Regions from separate parts of the Mus musculus genome. Here all the other regions are linked to region 5. The links are chromatin contacts, called in public HiChIP or PLAC-seq and promoter capture Hi-C maps. All regions are on one chromosome and are shown on one strand. The core of a region is the stretch at or near the end of the contact, and the rest is flanking DNA. Distances in the headings are between cores, read along the strand shown. Region 1 holds the start of Ppcs (phosphopantothenoylcysteine synthetase). Region 2 has its middle 29 kb from the start of Rimkla. Region 3 holds the start of Kcnq4 (potassium voltage-gated channel, subfamily Q, member 4). Region 4 holds the start of Frg2f1 (FSHD region gene 2 family member 1). Region 5 holds the start of Edn2 (endothelin 2).

Region 1 (3,400 bases), core at 426-2,925, 740 kb before region 5:
ACAAATGTCTATGATTTCCCTCATGTTCCAAGACACCAAATCACCTTCAATTTTCAGCGGTGACACTAAGGTGACACTATCCTCCCCTTCTTCTTCCTGAAAGGACAATAACCCCCACTTATCCCTCTGCTTCCTAGTTCCAAAATACTAGGATATTCTGTACAAACAAAACTTTTTACTTTTATTTATTTACTTTGAGATTTATTTACTCTCTCACTGTGCAGCTCTGGCTGGCCTGTAATTCACTAGGTAGACCAGGCTAGCCTTGAAATGAAGAGCCCATCTGTCCCTGGAGGGCTGCAATGAAAGGGAAGATGCTGCTGCATCCAAACAACGTCTTGTCTTTCCTTCCACCTTTGTGTCTCCAGGCTCCACAGGATAAAGTTCAAGGGTCTTAAGGAATACAAAGGTTGTGTATACCAAGAGGCAAGATGCCTCTTCAGCCTTACCAAAGCACTTTGGTTCACAGAACATTACCCAGTTGCAAACTCCAACTTGTAACTCCACTTAGAATAACCTTCCCCACTTGATCAGGCCCTCTGTCCATCTTTTGATGAGTCATCTCCATCACCCTGACACCCCCGTCTCACTACCCCGGGGATCTGACTGCACTTTGTACATACCTCCACTACAGCATTTATCATTCTGATCTGTGATTATGGCTGGTGTCCAGGCCCTCGCTAGACTGTGAGATCCTTGAGGGCAGTGTCTTATTCATCTCTGTATTCCCAGTGCCTAGCTCATACAGAAGGCTGAAAGGCCATCCAGATCAAGAGGAAAGTAACCCAAGATTGGTTAGAGGGGGTCAGATCTCTGGAAGAGAAGAGCCCATCACCTGCAGTGGGCCACCAGATGAGTGGATCTTGTGTTCAGGCATTTCGGAGACAGGAATATAGAAATCTGACACTGCCGCGGCCAGGTAAAACATCGCAGAAGAGCCTGTGAAGATAAACGGAGTATAAGAAATCGGGGAAGGGCATGGAATCTTTTCTTTAACTCGGGTTCCTTGGCTGTGGGGTAGGCAGCAAGCAATAGGGAAAAGAGGCTAGGGAGAACGGCTCTACAGCCAGGAAAACCTTTGGATTTCCTTGGAACATTCACCTAATGGACTGAGAGCCAGGGCAGCAGCCTGCAGCAGATGCAGATAATCCGCCAAAGTGGTAAACTCTACAGCCAGAAAGGTGCCGGCAGCGGCTGCCTCTTGGTAGCTCTGCAATGCTGCAGCAAAGCCCGGGAGCGCATTCTCTTCGGCCTCCAGACTCAGCTTGCCCGACTGGGCTGGGCCAGAAGGCCGAAGGGCTGACAGCCAGGCCTGGGGCGGGAAGCGGTGGGCATAGGGGAAGGCCGAGCGCGCTCGGTACAAGAACAGGACTCCATAGCCGGCAGCCAGGAAGACCTCCGCCGACGCGGCTCCGCGTCGCCCGCTACTGAAGTTGTCCAGAAAGCGCACGGCTCGCGCTTCCAGGGGGACCTTGGTGCCTCCAGATGTGATCAGCACCACCCGCCGGCCCTGCTCGCCCAGCCTGGCCGCAAAGCGAGCCATAACCTCGGCCCAGCGCGCAGCACCCGCAGGACGCGGCAACTCAGCCACCAGGTCCATTTCCGCCATCTGCACTGTAGTCACCCCACGGTAGAACCACAGCGCCCGGGCACGCCGGGCCGCTGGCGCCACGCCCCCTTCCGGATACCTGGGCTGCGCGCAGCCGCAAATAGTGACTATGGTCATTCCCTTTCCTATGTCCGCCAGTAGGTCCTGATCTCGCTAAGGCTCGAAATGCTTGCCTGTTCTGGGAAAGCCCGTCGGGAAGCGTCTAGAGGAAGAACGTATCTAGAAAATCCAGAAAAATTATGCTTCCTGTGGATTTCCTAGTTTGGAAAACGAAATGGTTGTTTTTGACCTATACCGGCCACCGTATAGTTCTCCCCAGGCTCGGGCTACATGGCAGTCAAGTTCTGGCTATTTAACCTTTGAGATTTAGAGTTTGTGCTCTCCCCTCCCCAATTGTCGCAGTCAGTCCCGCCCCTCCCCCTTGCCCTTGAAATCCCGACGTCCGGGCTGGCCCGTGGTTGTCACGTGACACCTCAGCCTTGCGGATGCTAGCCAGGCAACCGTCCTGGAGACCGACGCCGCCGGCCGCACCATGAACGTGATCTACCCGCTGGCGGTGCCCAAGGGGCGCCGGCTCTCCTGTGAGGTGTGCGAAGCCCCGGCCGAGCGGATGTGCACGGCCTGTACAGTCACTTATTACTGGTAGGCCCTGGAACATGGTGCCTGGTGCCTCTGCTCCCTCCCTGTCTCCCAACACGGGTCTGGCCTCGTGTGTCTGTCCTTTGTGGCCTTTCCTGCCAGGGACCCCACAAGTCCAGAGCAGGCTTGAAGACGCGTGTCTAAGACTTCTGTGGCTTCCTCTGCGTCTTCTCCGGCTCTGCTGGGTTTTTTGCCTGATGTTTTGCGGGGCTCCTACTGTTACTGTGTTGCAAACCCTTCCTGGTGCTGAACATAATGGGGCCATTTCTGTAGATCTCTCCTCTCAAAGCTCAAGGAGAACTCTGAAGACAGAGAAGTAGACAAATGATAATTTCAGGGAGAAATGGCAAGTCAAAGGAAATGGGAGGAGAAATTGGGCAGACAGCTTCTCTCAGAGTAGACGATTGGTCTGAAGTTAAGGAGCTAAAGAGCCGGTGTTCTTGCCCTACAAAGGCACAGGTAGGGTTCTTAAGTAGGGAAGACGTGTTCTTCAGGACTAGAAGAAAGACTATTGGCCAGTGCACAGCTAAGGGAGTTTGAATGTAGGAGAGGTAGTAATTCAAGATGCGAGGGGTTTAAATGTATTCGCATTAACACCATCCCCATCCTTTTTTATAAGAGAGTTTCATGTAGTTGGTCTCAAACTCACTATGTAAGCTAAGAATTGAACTTTTGAACATCGTACCCACACCCCTCAAGGGCCGGAGTTGCAAGTATGTGTTGCCATGCCTGGTTTGTGTAGTACTAGAGAGAGAACTCAAGGCACCGTGCATACTAGACAAACTACCAACTAAGTCACATCCCCTGCCCTAGACTCTATTTTGGGCCTCACAAAACTAGGATACTGACCTTCCAAACTTAACTCATAGCCAAATGACTTGTGTGTGTGTGTGGTTTTTTTAAAGCCTTATTTTTCATTTTACATGCTAAGTTCTGTCACTCCTGAGCCCTGAGACTTCTGAGGAGGGTAACATGGTGACTGGGGCAGTATCTAAAAAAGGTTTCTTTGAAATAAGATTTGAGTATTGAGAGGCCAGTACGGGCTTGCTATGTGAAGACACAGAAGAAGGGTGGGCCGTTCCAGCCATACAGCACTGGTTTGGTTAAAGAGTGAAAGACCTTGGCTGAAACCTAAATGGGAAAGAAAGCTGC
Region 2 (3,423 bases), core at 230-2,729, 700 kb before region 5:
TCCCAGGCAAAGGAAACAGATTTTTTTTTCTCCATGTGAAAAAAAGAAGCTAGGCAGAATTAGCAGAAAGCCATGTTGGCAAGTAGTCTGCCTGAATTCAAAAGGATCACGCAAGCTTCTCCAGGTCACTGGCTTCCAGGAAAGCCTTCACACACCCTACCTCCCCAGAGCTGAGGCCTTCCTGAGCTTGTACGTGTTTTCCTTCTCCCGTCACCCAGTGGCACTGCTGTGCTGACCCTTGAAGGATACAAACTTCATCTGTGGTGTTTGCCCATCGTTGTGGTACAGAAACCTCTACCGCAGTGGATTCCAAGCTACCCAGTGTGACATCACTGCACCGTGAGGTAGGGAAGGGATACGGACTGGCATCCTATTAGGTCATAGTCCCATCTCACAAATACAAATAACCCAAGAATGCAAAAGACCAGGGAAGGAACTGTGAGATTTTGAGGTTCTTCCTCCTCTTCCTCCTCCTCTTCTTCCTCCTCCTCTTCTCCTGCTCTCCTCCTCCTCTTCTTTCTCATTGGTTTGTTTTCGAGATAGGGTGTCCCTGTGCATTCCTGCCTGGTCTGGAACTTACTATATAGACCAGGCTAGCCTTGAACTCACTGAGATCTGCTTGCCTTTGCTCTGGGTCCTGGGATTAAGTTTAAATTTTGAGTGTTTAGCCGGGCGTGGTGGCACATGCCTTTAATCCCAGCACTCGGGAGGCAGAGGCAGGCGGATCTCTGAGTCTACAGAGTGAGTTCCAGGACAGCCAGGGCTACACAGAGAAACCCTGTCTCGAAAAAAACCAAAAAAAAAAAAAAGGTTTTGAGTGTTTGCTTATTAAACTCAAGCCAGGGTTTTCATCAATTTCTGCCATTGGATGTAGCCCAGGGTGACCTAGAATGCTTAGTCCGGTTGTCTCTTTCTGGGTGCTGGGATCACAGGTGTGGGCTGTCTGGTTTTCTCCACTGCTGGGGATTGAACTCAGGGCTTCACGTATGCTATGTGGGCATTTTAATTACCAACAGAACCACAACAAACTCAGCCTCTATATGAAACATATTGTAGTCACAGACTTACCCAATTTGATCATATCTGGTGACTGTGCTTAGTAACCACCTCACAAGACTCTTGAGTAAGAAGTACCCGCTCTTGTGGGCCAGGACTGGCCAGCTCTCCCATATTTCTGCTCTCTGGGAACTTCCAGGTAAGGCTAGACACAGGAGGCACCTGGCTAGTCTTGCCTTCACAAAAACCTTACCAGTTCTCCGGTCATTCAGGGTCCCTCATCCTCCCTTTATAATAAACCAGATCTTCTTCTACATAGGAGATTCTGGGAGTCAGCAGTGGTTTAGTCTGCTCTGTCTGTTGGTTCCATCTGACCTCAGGCTGTCTTCCCCGCCAAGTCCAGATGGCATTACTGTACTATCAGCTTTCTCGGCTTGGCCCCTCCCCCTCCCACAGTCCTCTCCCCCTCTGTTTGACAGGTTTAATGCAACTCCCTGGCACCTCCTCCCGTCCATGTGATGCAAAGCCAGCAAGTCATAGGACGGAAGAGCCAAGAAAACCAGGTGCTAAATCATGCAAGGTCAGGCTTCCCGGCAGCTCCCAGCTCCCCAGTGTCCCAGGCAGCTTTTCTTCCATGATTTTCCTAAGCCATATACATCCCCCATGGCTTGCATTGATATCCTGCAGAATCTCAAGGATGGATGGAACCTTCCAGAGACATTAAGCCAAACAACAGTCTGCTCTTGCAGCCATTCCCCCTTTGCCCCCCTCTCTCTCCCAGCTGTAGAGCTGCTGTGTGCCAGCTTTTATCCCTTGGCACTCAGCCATGATCCTGGGAAGGCACTGCTTACGAAAGCCAGGCCTGTGGTAAAGTGTTTCCCTTTAAGATGGTGTTTATTGCTCCTACTTATAGCTGACAAAAGATTCGATAAGGTGTGGTGGTTGTGCCTTGGGTCACACAAGTTATCTGGATTGAACCAGATCTGACTCACATTGGTACCATTCACTTTAGTCTGCGTCACCATCCGTAAGTGCACCCAAGAGCTAGAAGTACAAATGGTTGCTATGATACCAACCAAGTCAGTACAGTGAGAATAAAGTGTGCCACCTTCAGAGGTGGCGTTCAGGTGCCCCGTGGGGAGGGAGATGACTATGTTGAACAAAATCCCTTTGAAAGCCACCACAATTTAAGGTGAAATGGTGACAGGAATCAAGGTCAGAGAAAGGATGGCTATGTATGGGAGCGTGAAAAGACTTGTTCCGGGGAATGAAGACAAGTGGTACATGAAAGAAGGGGGGATGGAGTCCTGTGCTGTCTGGGAGAACATTCTGCGTGTTGCCAAACCTGCACTGCTGCAGCCTCTGATGGCCCCTCCCACATCACTTACACACACACACACACACACACACACACACACACTCGCACATATACCCCTTTAAATGTTGCCAAGCTAAGAAATGTAGGAAGGAACAAAGCTTTATATCTTAATGGACACAGTGCGGGGACAAAACAACACCGTCTCAAAGAGAGGTAGCAGGTGCTGCCAAAACACAAGGCCTTTAGAAACCACAGAAATTCCAGGGCTCAGAATAGAAGCCCAGTTTCCAAACCCATCTGGTTCTCATGGGGCAGTTGCCCACTGACGTTGGGCTAGATCAGGAAGGTGGCTGTGTACGGAGGCTTTGGAGGCATAGCCTTGCCGGAGGAAGTGTGTCACTTGGGGTGGGCCTTGAGGTTTCATTTTGAGTATGTTCCGCTTCCTGTCTGCAGTTCCAGGTGTGACTTTTCATCTGCTCGCTGCCAAGCTTCCCTGCTGTGACGGTCCCTCAGGAGCCAGAAGCCCCAAATAAACTCCTCCTTCTCTAAGTTGCGTTGGTCATGATGTTTTATCACAACAATATAAAAGTAACTAAGGCATCTCGTAAGGCAGTGATCTATATGAACCTGGAATTCCTAAGCCAATGGCAATGCCAGGAGTTTTGTTTTTTCCTTTTTTTTCAATAACTCTTTTGTGCATTTTATTTCTATGTGTATGGATGTTTTGTCTGCATGTATATGTGTGCACCACATGCATGCCTGGTGCCTGCTGAAGAGGATCTCCTGGAACTGGAGTTATAGATAGTTGTAAGATACCATGTGGGTGCTGAGAAATGGATCCTGTGTCTTTTGGAAGAGCAGCCACTGCTCTTAACTACCTACCTCTCCAGCCACACCACTAGGTTTTCTGTCAGGATCTAAGAACATGAACTTTGAGGGTGGTGACAAATAGCTGCTGCTTGTGTCCTTAAAACATCTGCCCAGACTACCACCAAACAGAGGCCATACTTGTGAGCACAGGGGACAATGTCCAGTTGTGTTTGATGAGAGTCACTCCCCACTTTAATGTAGATGGTATTCAGTGATTTGGTTGGTCCTAAAACCTCCTT
Region 3 (3,682 bases), core at 610-3,109, 590 kb after region 5:
CTGTACCCAACCCCCCACCCCCCGGACTCATGGGGCAGAGGTAAGAGGGCATACAAGGAGGACAAGCAGAAAGACACGGGTGGGGAAAGCCAGATAGAAGGGTGGCCAAGCAGGTGAACAGAGAGATAGACAGATGGACACACAGACATCAAAATAAGTAAGAGGATAGGCCCACAAAGCACGAAGACAGACAGACCAACAGAAAGGCTGTGGGACAGACAGGTAGAGAGATTAACAGACAAGCTAACTCACACACAAAGGGAAACTCAAGTCTTGCATAGGGACAGATTGTCAAGTGACTATCAGGTGGACAAAGCGGGCTGCCCTGGAGACCCTGGAGCAGGCAGTGGTAAGAGCAGCTCATTGTCTCTCCCAGGCACTTCTCAGCATCTCAGCACCAGGCCCAGCCCTTTAACCGATATGGCCTGGGCCTCTCATGTTCCTGGTCCGACCAGGCCTTCCCCCAAGACTGCCTTCCGAGCTGCCAAAATTCACTCTCTACATCCAAGAGGGGTCAGTGTTTTGAAAGTTGTAGGAGCCTGCTGAGAGGAGGAGGGGCCCCACAGCGGCATTGTTTCCAAACATACCCCTCTCTTCTTTCTTTTTCCCCATGCTCAGAGCCAGGCCTAGTACAGCTGGCCAGCAAGGCAGGAGAGCTGGGCCCAGCCTTCAGGGCAAGGCAGGACAGGGCAGGGCAGGCAGGGCAGCCTGCTGCCTTGGGTACTTCGAAGTTGAGGGTGCGGAGCAAGACTAAAGAAGACACGGATAAAGTTGGAAACAGCACACAGGCCTGTCAGAGCCATAGGGACCCTAGACAGCCCTGATCTGGGTACAGCCTGTCTCTGAAGAGAGAAATCTCCAAGGGGACCAGGTGGGAGCACAACATAACTACAGAGCCTGAGGGGAGAAAAATAATGTAGGGGCTAGGGTCTTCTGTGTCTGGGACACAGGGAGGGTGAGGTGAACAAAAGATAAGGAGAGTCCCACTTTAGCGGCTTCGGACTTGGTAAAGCAGAGAAGAGCAAGAAGCTGAATGACGGATCAGAGCAGTGGGGCTCTGCGATCAGGATGAAAGTAAGGAGAGCAGGCAGAAGAGGTTAGACGCCAGGGCAACAGGGGTCAAGGCTGGGAGATCAGGGGTTAGGTCAGGCTGGGAGACCGAAAAGGGGGCACAGGCCCAAGAGGGGAACTGAGTGAGGGTCTGCCCCGGGGCAATAGGATAGAGAGGTGGAGCCAGCGCGGGGTGGCGGTCCCCAAGGAGTCTGGCTCATGCGGGGTCAGAGCCGGGGCACGTCAAGGGGTGCGGGGGCTCCAACTTACATGAAGACGTGGTAGACGAAGGCCCACCCGCGGGGCCGCTCCAGCACGTTGTAGACCCAGTTCTGCAGGCGGCGGTAGCGCTTCTGCGCGGCGGAGGAGCGCTGGCCGCCGCAGGCGGAGCCCGAGCCGGAGCCCGGCCCAGGGAGGGGCGCGCCCGGCGGCAGGGGGCTGCCCAGAAGGCCGAGGCGACGCGGAGAGCCGCCCCCGCCCGCCTCGCCCTGTTCACTCTGCACGGCCGTGAGCGCCACCAACTCCGCGCGGGGGGCGTCCCCGGGCGGGGGGCCCAGGCCGAGGCGGCGCGGGGGGGCCTCGGCCATGGGCGGCGCCGGACGGGGGACCGGGGCGTTGCGGGGCGGGGGCGCGCTCGGGCGGCTCAGAGTCGCATGGCTCGAACCCCGGGCCGGCGAGGCGACCCTGGGCGCGCACGCAGGCGGCGGGGGCTAGGGACCAGGCCGGGTCCGTGCGGGGTCCGGAGGCGGTCGCTCGGAGCCTCGGGGCCGCGGGAGCCCGTACTGACCGCCCGCTTCCCCGGCGACTGGGGCGGCTCTTTCCGACTCCAACTCTCTTATTACGCGCTCCATGCCGCTCGCCTTTCCACCTGCCGCCGGCGCGCCGCTCACATGTCACCCTCCCCCGCCCCGCCCCGCCCCTCCCCCGCCCGCCCCGCGGCCGCCTTCCCAAATCGGGGAGGGAGCGAGAGAGAAGAGCACCGGGAGGGGGACCCGGGTCGGACGCGGCGGAGCAGGGCGCGCGGTCCGCCCAGTCGGTGTGTCCCGGCCCCGAGCGCGTGGCGCGGGCAGCGCGCCGGGCCCCGAGGCCGGGCGTGTACGAGTGGTGTGGCCCTGGTGGCCCGCTCTGGGGAGGGAGGTTGGGACGCCTGGTGAGTGGTTGTGGAAAGTGGAGCGTGGAGTGTGGAGTTGTGGCCGCGGTAGCTCGAGGGACACTTACATTGTAGAGTGGAGGTGTTTGTGTCCAGAGAAGTGCCTACTTGTGAGAGTTGGCTAGCCAGCCGTGGGTCTGCGTGGGTTCAGAGTGAGTGGGTGGATGGATGGATGGATGGGTGGGTGGGTGGGTGGGTGGATAGATAGATGGATGAGAGTACAGAAGAGTGTGCAGAACCGGGCAGTACAGCGCGATGGGTAATGTAAGCGAGGAGGTGTGCCCGTCGGGTCGTGCCCTCGGTTTCTAGTGCAGGGTGTTTAAAATGCGCTGAGGGCCGAGTGAAGTTGGGACAGCAGCTTCCGTTCCTCCTGCTGTTGTTACTTGAAGGGCCCGGTGCCCTACAGCTATCGAGAGATGTGTGGGGTGGTGTAGCTCACAGTTGTGCCCAGATGCGTCTCTCCTCCCGTCTTGTTGATGAAGGAGGAGACCCCAGTTGATCACCCTGAGCAGAGGGGACGCTCCCTCCCTGATTACGTACCTGCCCTCATCTCCCCACTCCATCTCCGCTCCGTGGGATTCACACCCGCCACCCCCTTCTCCCACTCTAGCCCAGAAAAGCTTGTTTAGGGCAGATAGAAGTATAGAAATAAACGTACTAGGGGCCAGTATTAGGGGAACGGACAGAGCACTCCCAAAGGCCTATAGCACCCCACCAGGACTTTCTCTAGGAGCACCCCTCTCCAGCAAAAAGTTCTCGGTGCCTGACCTCCGTCTCCGCTGTGAGCTGTCTGGCCCCTTTTCCCTCGCCCTCCTGACCGTGTACTAGGTGATGATTCGGGTTTGCTGGCCCTCCTTCCTTCTTCCCCAGCCTAAAGCGATGGCCAAACCAGACGCTCCCGCTCCCTCCGCAGGCCCTGCCCCAGGGTGAAGCGCTTCCGCAGCAAACTCTTCTTCACTCCTCGGGGAGGATCTCGGGGGACACAGCTAGCTGGAAGGGGGGGGCGGGCTGCAAGCTCGATTCTCAGCTGTCAGCAAAGGCAGCATTGATCTGCTGAGCGCCAGAGCGGGAGGGCTGGAGGGAGGGCTATGGACCGTGAGGGTGGGTAGGATTCGAAGTTCCCAAGCTACCTTTGGCAGCCTGTACCCCAACCCCTAGCGACCCTTACCCTCCTGCCCAGCTGGGATGCATTCTGGGGTCTGACCTGAATCTCTCCCACTGCTGCTGGTGCTGGGAGTGCGCAGTGCTCCTGCATAGGTCATGCCCTGACCTACTGAGAACTGAAGGTTTCTAGACTTGGGGGCGGGGGGGGGGTGCGCACTATGGTTGCAAGTGCCAGGGCTAGATATAGCTATCTTCTCCCTATAAGCTGAAGCCCGTATATCCCCCACCCCATATATGGCATTGTCTCTCCTGACTGGTAAACTGCAAGTTCTCAATCAGAGGCCCAGGGATGGGACTCAAGTCAAGAATTCAAATTAC
Region 4 (3,723 bases), core at 31-2,530, 620 kb before region 5:
TAGACCAGACTGGCCTTGAACTCAGAAATCCGTCTGCCCCTGCCCCCCAAGTGCTGGGATTAAAGGCGTCTGCCACCACTGCTTGGCTTTGTACCCGTCTCTTTAAGAGCAGCACCCAGGCTGCTTTTTAGTATTCTGTCTCAAGCCTAGGTGGAGGAAGGTGAACTTTGAGATCTGAGAGGCTGGGAAGGCTAGTGTTAATTATGTTCAACTGAGGAGCCACTTGATTGACCAGCCAACCAGGTAATTCTAATTCTCTCTATGAATCTGCGGTAGTCTACCCTTCCCCAGGAAGACTGGCAAGGGGGGTGGTGGGGGTATCCTCTTTGGGACTATGTTCTCCTTGTCATGATGTTATGTAATCAGTTTACTTATGTCTCACTAGACTATGAGTTCTTTGTTTTTGAGACAGAGTCCATGTGGCCCAGGGTGGCCTCAAACTTATCATTCTCTTGCCACAGTTTTCTTAGAGCTGAAGTTATGAGCATGCATCTAGATGAATTATTTTTCTAACTATTTATTGTGGTGTGTGTGTGTACACGTGTATAGCGCACTTACCACAGCATGTGTGTGGAATTGGTTCTTTTCTACTTTACATGGATTCCAGGGATTAGGTTCTGGTTCCAGGCTTGTGGAGTAATCTCCTTTACCTGTTGGGCCATCTTGCTAGCCCCTAGACTGAGTGCTTAAAAATATAAAAGCCCGTGTCTTATTTTCCTGTGTGGTTCTGTCCTAATTTAGGTCATCACCTTGTCCCTGGGTAGTGCCCCCTCTGACTTCCTACCCTGTACTCTAAGCAGAGCATTCACTGTTTAAAGCTCTGGAGAGACTGTCAATAGCCCACAAGATACCCCTCTGTCCTTATCTTTTACCTCTCCCGACCCTCGCTACTTCTAACACTCACAGGGATGTTCTAACCACAATTACATCAAATCCCTTCACTTCTTTCAAACCTCTGATTCAAGTTGCCTTATTATTGTGGCTCACCCAGGCAGCTCTTTTTAAAAGGATTTTCCTTCTAGTGTTCCACACAGCTCTGTCCTGAGTGCTCCTCCCCAATCCCCCAAGGTATCATTCAATGTTTTCTAACATTATTACATAATTCATAATTTTTATCACCTTTCTGCCCATGAGGGAATGATACTTGCCCCTCCACCGGCCTTTTCTGTTCACTGATTAATCTGAAGCACTACAGTAGTGCCTGGTACAATGACTTTTTATGTCTTTGTTGGACAAATGAGTGGATAAACCTTTAGAATTCCCATTGCCAGGAGATGCTTGACAGATGAAAGTGTTCAATGCTCCATGAAGGAATGGAAGGATGGTTTCACACTGTCTTAGCTCAGCAAGGTTGCCAGGGTCAATTCTCTCAGACCTTTGCTTTCTCAATCAACCAAACTCACTGACATCCATCTAACCATCTAATGTCCAAATACTGAGCAACTGCTCTTCACTTGCTGTTCTTGAGGCTGCAGGGAAGAGTACGTGACTTAACGCGGCTTCTGCGCAGCAAATACCTACCAAGTGTAACAGGATAGCACAGATTGTCAACGCTAACAGTTCAGAGGTAGGACCAGGGAAGACCAAAGGGAAAGTCCAAAGTTTACCAGAAGTCTGAACAACCCTACTAAAGGCTCCACCTGTTGATAGTGAGGCCACGACCTGGCCAGCTAACTTGAGATGGAGAGGATGACGCGGCAGGGGTAATGACAAGATGACATGCCTGGGTAGGGAGGGGCCTCGAACCCGGGTTCTTGACATTCCGAAGGACGCGTGTCCCCAAGCAAGGTCCAAAGCGCCCCGGTGGCGGCCGGGAAAATCCGCGCTGGGTGCTTGACGGGGCCGCGCAGAGGCAGAGGCTGGAAGGCGGGGAGGTCACGAGGCGCATTCCTCAGGAGTTGGAATCCCGGGAGTGGGGCCGGGGCCGCCTCGGCCAGCCGCTGTCAAGTCCGAGGCGCAAACACTGCAAGGCGCTCCGCACCGCCCACCGCCGGTTCCCGCTGGCCGCAAGCAGGCAGAGCCGCGGGAGCTCAGAGGCACTACTTGTCCCCGCGGAGGGATCCCTCGCACATCGCGCAGCAACGACGGGGCGGGCCGTGGAGCCGAGGACGCCGGGCCGGGAGCGCTGAGACGTCGCGGGAGGCGGGGGTGGGAGGGAGCGGGTCGGGAAGTAGTTCCGGGTGCGCGGCCCCGGATGTTGGCTGCTCCCGCCGCCGCTGCCGCCGCCGCCGCCACTCTCGGCGCCGCTCCGGGCCTGGGCCGCTCTCTGAGGGCGCCGTTGGGACCTTTCGCGGGGAACGGAGACGCACGCAGCGGCCGGAGGCTCGGCCGGGCCGTCCCGGCCTGCGTAGCCTGAGGTGAGCACGCGTCGCCAGGGTCTCGTCGGGGCTGGGGCGGCGGGCGGGGAGGCGGGGCTGGGGCATCTCCCGGGACGCGGGCGGGGGCTGCCCTGGGCGAGCGGCGCTCGCCGTCCTCGGCGCACGCTCCCTGTGGCCGGCGGTGGGCGCCAGGCTGGGCCGGCCGGGTGGCGGCCCTCCCTCACCCGCGGCGCCACTCCTCAGCTGCCGCTGCCCCTCAGCCCGACGCCGCGCGCGCCCGCCCCTCCCCCAGGTGGGCCCGCGCTGCGGATGCCGGGGCCGCGGAGGACCGCGACAGTCGCGCCCTCGTCGCTCCGTGACCTGCACCTGGTCCGGGCTCGTCCTGTTCCCGGCGCGATGCGGCGTCCCCTCCTCGCCCTCCAGGCGCTATTCTGCCGGGAAGGCGGCCGCTGCCTTGTGGGTCGCGGGTGCCCTGCGGGGCTGAAATGGCTGGGGCGAGGGTCCCACCTTCTCTCCCATCCTGTCCCCGGGCCCTTCTCTGGCATTGGGGGAAAGGCAGCCTTCGCATGCGGACGTGTTGCTGCTGTCCTGCGTGTGTTGCATCCTGCCCACGTGGTAGTGCCCCGTCCCTCCCACTCCCTCCATTTTTTGCAGTTGGTTGAGATGTTTTTTGTTTTTTTTTTTTCCCCCGCCCTGCTTTACTCCCCTCCACCCCGTGATTTCTTCCGGGCAGCGTGGGGAAGGTGTTAAGGTCAGTTTGTTTTGCCGAGGATGACTTGTTTGATGGAAGAATCAAGAGTTGTACTCTTAGGAAATTGAGACTACTAGGGGATCGACCAGATCTTAGTTAATTGACATCTTTTCAGTACCAGTAGCTCTTGCTCTTCTCTACTGCTTAATTCTCCAGAGAGCAGGCGCTTGCAACTGATGTGTTGGTGTGTACGGTTTTCCTTTCTCTATTCTACTTTCTTGTGTCACTGTGGCCTAGTATTTTCTAGTCTGTGTTGATGCAGGGCTCAAGTTGTTGCTACATTTCTGAATGAGTCGTGTCGGGGCGCTCGAAACTGGTGGGCTTCTTTTCACCTTTCACTGTTTATTTGCCTTTAGTTTTTCCTTGTGTTTTGTACCCTAGTGAGAAAGCATGCATGTTCTATTGGGTGTAATATACGTAGATTTTTCTCTAGTAGAAGGACTAGGTAGTCCTGCTTGCTGCTTTTGCAGAAAGTTCTTTATTCCACATCTCTAAAATGCACTAGGTACTATTGGGCTCTGTTTTTTAACACTGTTTTGAAATACATGTCTCCCTCCCCATCTCCCTTTAAGCTCTTTCAGGTTAACATTTACATCTTTCTGTGTTTCGCTCTTGGGAGACCACAGATTGCTCTCTTTACAGTAGCAGTGACAG
Region 5 (3,679 bases), core at 983-3,482:
TTCCTGTGCTGACCCTGTGAGGCTGCAGTGGCCCCTGCCCTGCCAGCACCCTCTCTCACACCCAGAAGGATCCTGTCTCCTGCTCCATTTAATTCTTCTATTATGCTTCCAGACCCGGAGCCTCTGGTTTCCTATTGTCCTGGGCAGGCATTTTGCATTTGTATGAAGATTAGACAGGTTAGAACCCTGCCTCTGGCTCCTCCTGGTCTTCCTCTTTTACTTTCTCAAATCCCAGCTCTGTCTTGTGCCCTGCTTCCTGGTCCTCCCAGCTCACCTCCTGGTACTTGTCTTTATCTATTTGTTTCCCTCCCCACCTTGACCCTACTCCTTCCTATTGACCTGTGCTCGCTTCTGTCTTCTGTCTCCCCACCCTTTACACCCCCACGCAAGTCCCAATGCACATCCTCTCAGTATCTAATAGAATTGTTCACCTCATTTCAGAGCTATTCTTCTACATTCTTCCAGAGCTGAGGCATAGGGAGGGCAGTGAGCCCCACACAGGAGTCCATTGTGGTTTGCTGGTGAGGTCAAGATTGGGGTTCCAACAGGGGCCCTGTCATATGCCAGCTATGTGGCTGATGCGAATCCCTACACACACACACACACATACGTCACCCTGGAAGGAAACACAATGGCCTATACCTTTCCAATCCCCGTTTCCTCTTTATCCATTTTTAATGCAGGAACTAAAATGTCTGTCTACACAGACATAAAAAGATGCTGAAAGGTCTGGGTTCTACGGTCCAAACACAGGCCAGCCCTAGTCACTCTGTCTCCCTTGGAGTGCATTCATCGGGCTCCCTCAATACCCCTATGGACAGAGAAGGCCACAGGCCATGCCCTCTCCAGGGCTTTAGACCTCAAGAATATAAGGTACGTCTACTACCATGAAACAGGCAGGCCAGGCACAGAGGGGCTGCCAGTACACTGAGGAGCATTCATCTGTCCCTTCCCTTCCCCACAGTGTGTCTTTGCTTTTGCCTCCAGGACTTGTGGGGCAGCCTGGGCATCAGAAGTAGAATGCCCGGACCCAAGAGGCCTTCCTTCTACTTTGCCTTCCTCCTCCTTCTCCTCCTCCTGTTCCTTCCTCCTCCTCCATTTATTCATTATTGTGTGTGCATATTTGTGTGTGTGTATGTGTGTGTGTGTGTGTGTGTGTGTGTGTGTGTGTGAGAGAGAGAGAGAGAGAGAGAGAGAGAGAGAGAGAGAGAGAGAGAGAGAGGTCTGCATGACTGTGGGTGCATGCATGTTGTGGCACACGTGTGGCGGTCAGAGGACAACTTTTAGGTGATAGTTCTCTCCCACCTTGTTGAGGCCAGGTTTCTCCTGTCACCTCTGGGTTAATCCAGGCACCCTGGCCTATAATTATATAGGCAACTCTCCTGTCTCCACTTTTCACCTCCTTGTAGGGATCCTGGGAGTATAGATACACACCACACCCCTGGGTCCCAGGATCAAACTCAGATCATCAGATTTGTGCACTTGGCCCTCTGAGCCACTTTGCCAGCCTCTGGCCTCTCCATTTATTTATTTATTTATTTATTTATTTATTTATTTATTTTTGCATAAAGTTGCCACTGAGGTGACACAAAATATTCTGTTCAGTCCACACTGGGGAACTACTCAGGACACCTTCTGTGTGCCTGTGGAGTATCTTCCTAGAAAGGGCTCAGAAGTGTCTTCTCTATCTCAAGGGGGTACTTGTTTGTCGAGCAGGGAAACTGAGGTCCAAGAGGCTCTCCCTGGCTGAGGCTCTCCCTGGCTGAAGCTATCCCTGGCTGAGGCTCTCCCTGACTGTCGTTGCATAAGTGAGTCGTTTCCAGAAAGGACCAGAATTCCTACTACAGGCTGGGAGCTTGAGAGGGGAGCAGAATTCCTTGGGTAAAATGGGGATGAGGCAGCCTCAGGTGGTCAAAGGTCAGGCATGAGTTGTGCCATTCCTGAGGCCAGTGGTCCTAAAGGGGGCTCTGACGCGCCCAAGGCCATGTAACCTTGAGTGGGCCTTTCACCTCCCACGCATCGAAGGGATATCTCAGCTTGCTTCACCGTGGGCAGGGAGGAGGGTGGCAGATACCCTGTAAAGAGCGAAAGCTTTGCTTTTAGATGAGACCTCCACTCCAAACTTCCAGTTCAGGAGTGCTAGTCAGAGAGTAGGGAGGGGCCGGGTACCACAACTTGGGACTAACTTCAGAACTCAGAGGGGCCTTGGGCCTGCAGGGAGCCTGCAGAGTCCTGAAGGTGTTGCAGAGAAGCGCAGAGGGTGGAGCCCAGCCTTCCACCTCCCTCTCCCCCTCACCGGGAGGCCAGGGCGGGCCAGGCACCCAGGGAGGAGGCGGTGTCCCTGGCTCTCTGCCCAAGGTGCAGCAGCTAAGCAGGCGGGGCTGCACCAGTAGGGGCGGGCGGGCGCCCTGCCTGGTATTATAAGAGGCGGCCAGGGCACCTCAGCAATGAGCTCTCAGCTCGGCTTAGCAGGAGGACACTGGCGACCTGCTCTCCCGGCTCCCTTGGCCCAGCCAAGCACTCTGCCGCTGCTGCTATGGTCTCCGCCTGGTGTTCCATCGCTCTGGCCCTGCTTTTGGCCCTGCATGAAGGTGAGCTGCCCTCTCTCGCGTGTTGCGATCCCAGGGTCTATTCATTGATGTCTCCTCCGGGGGCATGGTGCTTCCTTCCCAAAACCAACTGGGGGCATAGAGCGGTGAGGCCACAGTAGGAGCTACCACTGCAGCGTGCAGGCACAGCGATGGTAGCTGGGGCTTCCCCAGGCTAGCCAGTGGTTCCTGAACACCAAGGGTGCCAACTTCCTTATTGTGCAAGAGGAGGAGCCCTGCGGGTCCCCTAACCCAGACAGGCCAGGTGTCCTGACCTCCTCTCCACCTCTCTCTCTCTCCTGTGTGCAGGGAAGGGCCAGGCAGCTGCCACCCTGGAGCAGCCGGCCTCGGCACCCAAGGGCCGAGGCCCCCACCTGCGTTTTCGTCGATGCTCCTGCAACTCCTGGCTTGACAAGGAATGTGTGTACTTCTGCCACCTGGACATCATCTGGGTGAACACTGCGGGGTAAGCATCCACCAGGACCGTGGGAGAGGGTCGGGGTGAAGGCTTTTGGCTAGCTAGCCACCTCTGCAACTGCCTGTGCTCACCCTGAATCTCAGGATACTGGGAGAGGATCCATAGTAACTACTTATGCATCAACTTCCACGTGGGAGCTATTAGAGTCAGGCAGAGGGCTCCATACCCTTCCAGCCCTCACAACAGCCTGTAGGAAAGTGCTACTAGCTCCATTTTCCAGATCAAAGGATGGAGGCTCAGAGATGTGAGGTGGCCTCTTCAGGATCACACAGGAGAGAAAAAGTTGTAGGTTCCTTTCCAAGTCTAGGGACGCTGGAGCTCAACCACACTTCCCCTGCAGAGAATAACTCCATGCATGACAACATCCATGCCCAGACCAGACCACGCTCTATGCAGAGCACTCCAAGTGCAGCTCCACCCACTGAGCCGCCAGCCTCCCCACAAGGCAGGCATTGCTTGCACACACACACACATACATACACACACACACACACACACACACACACACACACACACACACACAGGACAGACAAGAAGTCTGCCTGGGATACCCAGGCAGGAGCCAGAGCTGGGTTCTGCCTGCCCCATGCTGCCTCCAGGCCCCTGCATACCT

What was found. Promoter capture Hi-C pulls out the DNA fragments that hold promoters and counts their contacts. HiChIP or PLAC-seq counts read pairs in DNA pulled down with a chosen protein or histone mark.
Region 1: a contact with region 5 is called in an H3K4me3 HiChIP or PLAC-seq map of pro-B cells, with 4 times the contacts expected there. The contact joins the promoter of Ppcs here to the promoter of Edn2 in region 5. A contact is called at or near these places in 7 of 39 promoter capture datasets (the SN4741 cell line, cranial neural crest, hippocampal neurons and 3 more), 5 of 115 datasets of contacts at active chromatin or transcription factors (the NIH/3T3 cell line, astrocytes, embryonic forebrain and 2 more) and 1 of 9 other capture datasets (macrophages).
Region 2: an H3K4me3 HiChIP or PLAC-seq map of forebrain shows a contact between it and region 5, with 5 times the contacts expected there. The contact joins the enhancer-like site here to the promoter of Edn2 in region 5. A contact is called at or near these places in 4 of 39 promoter capture datasets (hippocampal neurons, liver, pre-B cells and 1 more), 2 of 115 datasets of contacts at active chromatin or transcription factors (forebrain and large pre-B cells) and 2 of 9 other capture datasets (embryonic stem cells and macrophages).
Region 3: a contact with region 5 is called in a promoter capture Hi-C map of embryonic stem cells, with 6 read pairs. The contact joins the promoter of Kcnq4 here to the promoter of Edn2 in region 5. A contact is called at or near these places in 5 of 39 promoter capture datasets (the 3T3-L1 cell line, embryonic stem cells, hippocampal neurons and 1 more).
Region 4: a contact with region 5 is called in a promoter capture Hi-C map of hippocampal neurons, with 4 times the contacts expected there. The contact joins the promoter of Frg2f1 here to the promoter of Edn2 in region 5. A contact is called at or near these places in 5 of 39 promoter capture datasets (the 3T3-L1 cell line, 3T3-L1-derived adipocytes, hippocampal neurons and 2 more), 4 of 115 datasets of contacts at active chromatin or transcription factors (astrocytes, differentiating embryonic stem cells, embryonic forebrain and 1 more) and 1 of 9 other capture datasets (adipose tissue).

The regions. Positions count from the first base shown.
Region 1 is chr4:119,420,745-119,424,144 of GRCm38.p6, forward strand. It overlaps Ppcs (phosphopantothenoylcysteine synthetase), which reads right to left and starts at 1,676. Exons shown (of 3, transcript NM_026494.4): 1 at 1,102-1,676; 2 at 836-939. The coding sequence starts at 1,609. It overlaps Zmynd12 (zinc finger, MYND domain containing 12), which reads left to right and starts at 1,940. Exons shown (of 8, transcript NM_001014900.2): 1 at 1,940-2,251. The coding sequence starts at 2,142.
Region 2 is chr4:119,461,537-119,464,959 of GRCm38.p6, forward strand. No RefSeq gene overlaps it. Among named protein-coding and RNA genes, the nearest start is that of Rimkla, 29 kb to the right of the region's middle. Within about 2 kb of position 1,480, at least 147 of the 459 cell types and tissues checked have an H3K27ac peak or open chromatin away from gene starts, as enhancers often do. A contact at or near this core is called in forebrain and pre-B cells, where this site is marked.
Region 3 is chr4:120,745,540-120,749,221 of GRCm38.p6, forward strand. It overlaps Kcnq4 (potassium voltage-gated channel, subfamily Q, member 4), which reads right to left and starts at 1,860. Exons shown (of 14, transcript NM_001081142.3): 1 at 1,321-1,860. The coding sequence starts at 1,637.
Region 4 is chr4:119,537,489-119,541,211 of GRCm38.p6, forward strand. Frg2f1 (FSHD region gene 2 family member 1) reads right to left here and starts at 1,281. Exons shown (of 4, transcript NM_001004178.1): 1 at 1,120-1,281. It overlaps Foxj3 (forkhead box J3), which reads left to right and starts at 2,173. Exons shown (of 13, transcript NM_172699.3): 1 at 2,173-2,357.
Region 5 is chr4:120,158,974-120,162,652 of GRCm38.p6, forward strand. Edn2 (endothelin 2) reads left to right here and starts at 2,233. Exons shown (of 5, transcript NM_007902.3): 1 at 2,233-2,591; 2 at 2,898-3,054. The coding sequence starts at 2,537. All of the region lies in intron 3 of Gm36134 (a long non-coding RNA gene), which reads right to left.